2 separate regions of the Mus musculus genome follow, and region 2 is linked to region 1. The links are chromatin contacts, called in public HiChIP or PLAC-seq maps. All regions are on one chromosome and are shown on one strand. The core of a region is the stretch at or near the end of the contact, and the rest is flanking DNA. Distances in the headings are between cores, read along the strand shown. Region 1 overlaps Wwox (WW domain-containing oxidoreductase). Region 2 overlaps Wwox (WW domain-containing oxidoreductase).

Region 1 (4,038 bases), core at 1,010-3,509:
TGGGACCACAGCCGAGGGACCACAGCCGAGGGACCACAGCCGAGGGACCACAGCCGAGGGACCACAGCCGAGGGACCACAGCCGAGGGACCACAGCCGAGGGACCACAGCCGAGGGACCACAGCCGAGGGACCACAGCCGAGGGACCACAGCCGAGGGACCACAGCCGAGGGACCACAGCCGAGGGACCACAGCCGAGGGACCATAGCTGAGGGACCTCTTACAGGGATGCCCAGCCTTTGGCTTCTCTGAGCCATGCCATCATCTACAAGTTCACGTTTAAGAACTTTAAAATCTAGCTACACACACACACACACACACACACACACACACACACACACACACACGTCTCAGTATATATTAAATTTACAACTGTGTGTTGGTCTGCGTAAACTGCTATCCCAGGCGACCTGTGTCCTTCAAGATGTACATGTCGTCACGTCTAGAATCTCTCAGGGAGAATCCTGTGCTCCAGGTGTCAGTTGGACCCTGGCCCTTCCCCAACCCTTGGTTTCAGATTTCCACCCTGATAAAACACAGTGTCCTAAGCCACCACTTCCTGGCACTTGATAGAGCTGTCCTTGCAAACAATGTGTACGGGCCCAAGACCGACAGTCAACTGGACTGGTTTGCAGCCCTCACGCCCTTTAGCCTGAAGGACACCTGGGATGATGATGTCCTTTCACGTCTCCCAGAGCAGGAGGGGACTGAAGAGCCACGGCAATGGGTGAGCAGTAGCAGGTGTCTCACCCTTGCCCCACTACAGATGCTCCACTGACTACAACCACCACCAGCTGGCTCCAGACAGCAATATGTGCCCTCCCACCCCCAACTTCCAATTCTGGAAATTCCCTGACACTGGAGCATCGGAGGCCTACAGAACACTGCTTGGTGCGCCAACACACGATGGGGCCACCGTGGCCTAAAAGGGATGAAGGCCTATGGACAAATGTCTCTCCTTCTCTGACAGACAGCTCTCCAATGCGTTCCACAGCTTCCTCAGAAAGCCCTTGCCAGAGGCGCAGCAGCGGCTGCAGCACTGGCCCAGCCCAGAACCCGCGCGCTTGTGCTTGCCCGTCTTTCCCTCATCTCCTTGCTGAATTCTCACAGCCTCTGTGGAGTTCTCTGAAATCACATCTTAAACGATTTGAAGTCTGCCTTTGGCTCGGGTTCTCCCTTTGAGGGAACAAAAGCTAAGAGATAAAAGACAAGTTCTTAAATCATTCCCATAAAAAAAAATAACAGTTTTCATACAACTTGAGATTTTTAAAAAGGCCTACCCACATACACACAGCAGCTTCTGATCACTTAAGTACTGCGTCTTGTAGAATTATGTCCGTCACTCCCACGTCTATCCTTAGAGCAGTGGTTCTCAACCTTCCTAATGCAGGCTAGCAGATATGCGACCCCTGTGAAAGGGGGTCATTTGGCCCCCTAGGGGGTCGTGACCCACACTTTGAGAACCACTGCCTTAGAGTATCTTAAGTTTATCTCTGTCCCTAGTAGCTATCAGAATTAATGTATATAAATCTCTCCTACCAACCCACTAGTCACTCACTCTCCCTTTAATGGTGTGCTCAGAACAGAAACTTCAGCAAGCTTTCAGCTTATCCGTGCTTCATCCAGAAAGGAACAGACTAGTCTAGATCAGTGGTTCTTGACTTGTAAGTTGCGACCCTAAGACCATCGGGAAAACAAATATTTACAATTCATAACAATTGCAAAACTCCAGTTATGAAGTACCAATGAAAATAACTTCATGGTTGGGGTCACTACAGCATGAGGAACTGTATTAAAGAGTCACAGCAACAGGAAGGTTGAGAACTACTTCTCTAGATGTCTACTTCCATGGTCACATGTGTGCAGATGCCTGCAGAGTCCACAAGAGGGCGTCAGATCCCCCTGAAGTTAGAGTTACCAGCAGTGGTGCGCAGCAGGATGTGGGCGCTAGGAACCAAACCGGGTCCTCTGCAAGAGCGGCGAGCGCTCTTACCCACGGAGCCACCTCTCTAGGCCCTGCTTACGTTTATTTTCAACAAACCCTGATCGTTTCAACCAACTAGGGATACAAATGATTTGTCTACGTCATGGGCCGCATTGCTGAGGATGTCAAGAGCTGTGAAAGGCAGCTGCGCGGTGGAAGCATCCTGGAGCATCTGTAGTTAGAGCTGCCAAATGCTGATTGAGCCCTCCAAGCTGGCTCTCTCCATTTGCTCCCCTTTCACATCAGTGGAGAGGCGCTTTAAACACTTCACTCTGGCTCTCCCGCAGGGCAGCGCGCAGGCTGCTAGCAAGCGTGATTACTGTCTACCAGCAGTTCGGTGATTGCTACTGTCGTCAGGCAGCTGCCCGCTGGCTTCTCGGGGGTGGGCTGCCCCCAGTGTGTTCCATTGTCATTCTCGGGGTGAGGGGAATAAATAAGCATTTGAAAGACTCCCACTCAGGAGGTTATGGCTCCTCAAAACATACTTACTTCTCAGAAATGACTAATCACTCCAGTATTCTCCGCTATTCTCCCATGCCAAATCATGGATACCAGTGCTGACGATGAGCCTGCACTTGGCCTCCACCCAAGGGCAAGTGCCACACTCGGCCTGTGCATCTTTCGTCCGGTGGTCTACACATCCGTATTTGGAGTCCACTGCTCACTGAGTTCTAAGGACTCTTTTTAAAAAGATGCTGCGTGTTTCCAATATCTGTTGGCAAGAAACCTGGCCTGGTTCTTAAAAGGGAAAGCAGATTTAATAAAATTAAGAGGAAATATTTCACTGAAGACAGAATAATTAAAAGGCACACTGTACCGTCCGTAAAGCTAGGCTGGCTCCCATGGGAGTATGGGAGGGACCGGTGCCGGCCTGTGTGATTGTTTTCATGTCTTCTCCTGTCTGACTAACCACTGACAGTGACAGAGCACTCAGATGGCCATCGCCAACCTGCCAGGCAGCGCTCGCTCACCGTATGAAAGCTAGTCCTTTCAAGTGCATTCTCTTTCTCTTGACCTAAGCTCCCATCCCTCAACAGGACCGTATTCACCTGTTTCTTCTTTTTCCTCTTGTGAAGTCCCATGATCACACACTACAGAAAACACTTAGTTCTAAAAGACAGATGTGCCGGGTTCAAGACCTGCTTGGACTAGAGTGAGTTCAAGGCCACTCTGAGCAACCGAGCAAGACCCTGCCACCAGACATTTTCATTTTCGACTGGTGAGACAGCTCAGTTGCACAGTGCATGCCCAGTACTCCTGAGATAAAGGGTTCAATCCTCTATACGGGAGACCACCACAACAAGAAACGTGTGGCTGTTGTTACAATACAGCATACACAGCTGAAGCTTTGCCAGACGCCCTTCAATATCCACTGGCAATTCTGTGCAGTCCAGAAAACCATGTCAATGTTTATGAAACTGTCAGGGTGGCCATGACAGATATACGGCTATCCCTCGGGAGGTCAGCTTGTAGATCACAAACTCACCGAGTGTTCTTTCCCTGTGTCAGTTAAGGGTGCATCCTAAGGAAAGAAGATAATTCTCTTCATGTTGGCATGTATTTGAAATTGTCTGCTGAAAAGAAAAGAAAAGGAAAGGAAAGGAAAGGAAAGGAAAGGAAAGGAAAGGAAAGGAAAGGAAAGGAAAGGAAAGGAAAGGAAAGAAAATTTTAAATGCTTGTTCTAGAAATAAGGCCTTAAGCTCCTGATGGTGGTGGTGGTTGTGGTTGTGGTTGTGGTGGCAGTGGTCAGTTGCTGCACACGCCTTTAATCCCAGCATTCGGGAGGCAGAAGCAGACAGATCTCTGAGTTCAAGGTTAGCCTGGTCTACAGAGTGAGTTCCAAGACAGCCAGGGATACACAGAGAAACCCTGTCTCCAGAAACAAAAGCAAAACCTAAAAGAAAAGAAATCAGACCTTAAACACAGAAACTCTCAGTGAGCAGTCTGTTACAGACTGCTAGGTAGATGCTGCACTGAGTGGCTTTGTTTCTGTGGTTTTATTTTTTTCTCTCTCTAGCCTCTTACAACTCCAACTGGCTGGTGTCTTGGGCCCCA
Region 2 (4,257 bases), core at 250-2,749, 430 kb before region 1:
GAGCCCATGCCCATCCTCCCATTGCTCTGAAGGCAAGAGACAAGGGAGGGCCCCAGGGACCTTGGAAGCCACAGGGCTCTGGTATAGGCACTGAGTGACGAAACGAACCCATCTCCATCAAGATGGTAGGCGAGGAGCAATCCTGGGATTGTCCTCCCTCTCAGATGTGCTTGCAGTGCCAGTGGCACCGACTGCCTGTCTGCTGGCCACTGTCTTCAGCACTTCAAAACATTTCTCTATTTAGCACTTGCAATGACCTTGTCAAAGAGAGTCTAATGAGAAAGCGGGAAGACCAACAGGCAAGTGCCAGTTGTGGAACTGAAGGTGGTGGGTACGGGAAGGGAGAAAGCTGGGCTTTTAGCCTTGAATAAAGTGTTGAGAAGTAAAGATACAACCACTGTTTGTATATGATTGGCCAAGGGAGTGGCACTCTCCCAGAGAGTAGAAGGTGTGGCCTTATTAAAGTAGGTGTGTCACTATGGGTGTGGGCTTTAAGACCCTCATCCTAGCTGCCTGGAAGTTGGTATTCTGCTAGCAGCCTTCTGATGAAGATGTAGAACTCTCAGCTCCTCCTGCACCATGCCTGCCTGGAAGCTGCCATGTTCCAGCCTTGATGATAATGGGTGGGCCCTCTGAACCTATAAGCCGGCCCTGATTAAATGCTGTCCTTATAAGAGTTGCCTTGGTCATGGTGTCTGTTCACCGAAGTAAAACCCTAACTAAGTCAGCTATCTAAACTCCTTCACAATTACATAAGGTGATTTGGGGGGAGGGGGCATGATTTTCATTTAGCCAGCATGGATTTTCGGGTTCAAGCAAACAGGTAAGACATCTAGTTTCTTCTACATCCCTTTGAAGCCCCTTCTTATTGAAATCTCAAAACCTGGACATCCAGGCTTAGGAGAAGCTGCCTGGTGTCTTAAGTTCAGACTTACTATGGCACCTCCTTCTGCAGCTCCATACAGGGAAGTTAAATACAAAATCTATCTCTCTTCTTCAAATCTCCTCCCAATCACTGATCTCTCCAAGAAAAAAAAAAAAAACACAACTAAACAGTCTCATCAGGGGAGAGGCAGCGAGGGCAGACCTAAGTCACCCCTAGAATTAACACACCTGCTCTTTGATCCACCCAGGGCCCTCCCCAAGGTGACCTTGTCAGACAACTCATACTGGGTCATCTATGTTGTCCAGGGGCTCAGGGTCCCGTCCTCGGACCCAGGAACTGCTTCAGACCTCACGGGGATACATTACAATTGTGAACTCACTCCACAGAAATAAGGAACAACCCAGGACTAAGTGGAAATAGCCATTCTCCTCGCCTGCCCTAGGATGTGGTGACCAGGACCAGACAGGGAAAGAAAGGATTCCTCCCATGGCTCCGGAAGCCCTCAGGCGGGCTTAGAAACACACTGCCCATGACCACAGCCCAGGGCTCGGGTAACCCTGACCGCAGTAGACAATACCACAGGGCCCTGGCCTCTACTATCTTTTGTCCCCATCACGTTTCCCTAATAGATGATCCCACCGATTCCCATTGGCAGCCCTTTGTACCGTAATGAACAGGATGCAGGCTGATGAATGCAGCCACCACGCAGAAAACGTCAGTTCTTTCATTAAGCAAACCTCCCCAGGTTCATTGTATTGAACCAGGGTTTAGGCTATTACGCTGACACATGACAGAACCAATTCTAGTCACATTGTAAGTGCCTATTCATGTTTGGCAAATTCTACTTTCCGCACATACGCACATTTAGAATTAGACGCTGGCTGCCTGCAACTCCTCCCCCCCCAACCCCCGCCCTGAAATCTATTTTCCTATTTTTAACTGCTAATAATTAAGAGAAATCCTGCTTTAATAACAGAATCTCAATGAACCTAATTCAGTGGGGGACATAATGGATCGCCACACTGTGATTCTTTTCTGACTGCTCCACAGGCAGGCTGGCTTTTCGAGGACACTCAGATATTGACAGGCTATGTCCATTTGCAGAAGGGAACATAATAAAATATTTGCACACGGGGTCCTGACACTGCAAGCTCTTCTTTCTACTCACTGTTTAAAAGAGAAAACATTTCTTTTTCAAGTTTGGATTCCCTGCTTGTGAAAATGCCATCACTCTGAAGGAAAGACTGAAGGAGCATGCCTGACCAAGGGGCAGCTCGGGGCACCAGGACAATGAGTACTGATGGCTCTTCTACCCATCACTTCTTACGTGACTGTACCTCTCCATAAGTGTGTGTCTGGGGTGTCCCTGGCATCGGCTCAAACTTGGTGCCAGGATTTGGGCAAGAGGCTAGGAGATTTGCGTTTCAGTGGCCTCGTGCTGTGGCTACTGACTCTCTTGTCTCCTTCACCTACCACCCTGACTTCAAAAATAGTGGCTGCTTCCTCTCCTTTTGCACAGGCCAAAAGTTTCAGCTCCAGAGTCGAGGCGATCACTGTACCTACAGTTTTGTTGGTATTCACTGAGATATTTGCATGATGTCATTTTTTGGGGATGGGGTTCAGTTGTTGCCCCCTCAAAAGCCCCATCCCACACAGCTTCGGAAATGAAAGAAATATTAGTGACTGGTGGAAGCAGAGCATGATGGTCTGCATATGCTCGGCCCAGGGAGTGGCACTATTAGGGGGTGTGGCCTGGTTGGAATAGGTGTGTCACTGTGGGCATGGGCTTAAGACCCTCATCCTAGCTGCCTGGAAGCCAGTCTTCTGCTAGCAGCCTTCAGATGAAGATGTAGAACTCTCAGCTCCGCCCACTGCCATGCTCCCACCTTGATGATAATGGGCTGAACCTCTGAACCTCTAAGCCAGCCCAATTAAATGTTGTCGTTTTAAGACTTGCCTTGGTCATGGTGTCTGATCACAGCATTAAAGCCCTAAGTAAGACACAGAGTGACTGCTAAAAGGGACAGGGTTTCCACTGGGGGAGGAGGGAAGAAGTCATAGTTGGGATGAGTGTGGCCTTTGTGACCTTAGCGTCACTCTGATATACATGTTATTCCATGTTCAGACAAGAGGCAGCGTGGGATTCAGCCTTCACGGCTGAGATGTGTCTTACTCATCTGACACTGGACTCTCCAACCTTCAGAGTGGAAGCCGGGAAGAGAGTTCTGTTGTCTCTGGGGCACTCTGTTCTAATATTCCACAAACCCCCAGGATGGCAGCTGTCCAGCAGCTATCCCTGCAGCCTCTCCTCGACGTGCATCCCAACTGCGGAGCGCACACCACCCGCTCTGCCTTCCTGCCACTCCTCAGTGTCTCACCACCCTCAACTCAGATTTATTACAGGCTTGTCCATAAGCCTACCTCTAGTGAAAATGACAAAGAAACACCTTGCTGGAAGGTATGGCCAAAGGTAAATCATAAACCTTTGATAAGGAACGGGACAAATCCGGACAAACAGCTGCTCTATCCCACTTTGTATTAAGCAGATAATGTCACACAGAAAATCAATGTGCAATATAGACAGGGGTGGCAACGGCAAGACTTGGGGATCAGGCTTAACGGTTACAAAGTGACAGCGTCAGAACCCCCAAATACATGAGAACTACATAAATTTTAAAAACAGACTGCAGATTCCCGATTTACTAGACCTGCCTGTCATTTCAATCTCCTTTGTAGTTGGTGCTAAGTCCTGGGACGTCACAGGCATTTCTCCGTGGGAAGGGCAGAAAGGAGACTGCTGTGACATTTTAGATAAGTTGGCAACTCGTGCTAAACAGATTATTTCAATGTTGGCTATTTTAAAAATATTATATTTTTAATTTTGTGTGTGTGTATATGTTTCTGTGTGTCTGTCTGTGTCTGTGTGAGGGTATGTGCACATGTGTGCAGGTATCCCCAGAGGTCAGAAGAGGGTGTTCAATCCCCTGGAGATGGAGTTAGAGGTGGTTTTGAGTTGCGTGATGTGAGAGCCGAGCTGGGGACTGAGCCAGCCCAGATCTCTGAAGAAGCAGCAAGAGCTCTTAACTGCTGAGCTATCGCTCAAGTCCTCAAAAGATGCACACATTTCCCCCACCCAGAACCACTACTACTAGAAATGCTCCCTTCTGATGGCATCACTCCAGTGAACATCACAGATGTGCAGGGATGCTTGTGACAAGTACCGCCGCGTGCTGCTCTCGTTTCTCAGTTATGCTGGGAAATGGTTGAGGAGGAAGAATCGATGCTGGAGCCCCAACTTCCTGTCCTAACTTGACAAGCGGTCATTCATACCTCAGAGTGTGCCTGTTGGAGTCTAAGACACACAAAGACTC

What was found. HiChIP or PLAC-seq counts read pairs in DNA pulled down with a chosen protein or histone mark.
Region 2: an H3K4me3 HiChIP or PLAC-seq map of embryonic basal ganglia shows a contact between it and region 1, with 3 times the contacts expected there. The contact joins two enhancer-like sites. A contact is called at or near these places in 2 of 484 Hi-C or Micro-C datasets (the G1E-ER4 cell line and pre-megakaryocyte-erythroid progenitors) and 4 of 115 datasets of contacts at active chromatin or transcription factors (astrocytes, embryonic basal ganglia and embryonic stem cells).

What each region holds. Positions count from the first base shown.
Region 1 is chr8:114,467,247-114,471,284 of GRCm38.p6, reverse strand. All of the region lies in intron 4 of Wwox (WW domain-containing oxidoreductase), which reads right to left. Among named protein-coding and RNA genes, the nearest start is that of Wwox, 30 kb to the right of the region's middle. Within about 2 kb of position 2,259, at least 13 of the 459 cell types and tissues checked have an H3K27ac peak or open chromatin away from gene starts, as enhancers often do. A contact at or near this core is called in embryonic basal ganglia, where this site is marked.
Region 2 is chr8:114,896,648-114,900,904 of GRCm38.p6, reverse strand. The region is part of intron 8 of Wwox (WW domain-containing oxidoreductase); the gene reads right to left. Among named protein-coding and RNA genes, the nearest start is that of Gm39257, 62 kb to the left of the region's middle. Within about 2 kb of position 1,499, at least 15 of the 459 cell types and tissues checked have an H3K27ac peak or open chromatin away from gene starts, as enhancers often do. A contact at or near this core is called in embryonic basal ganglia, where this site is marked.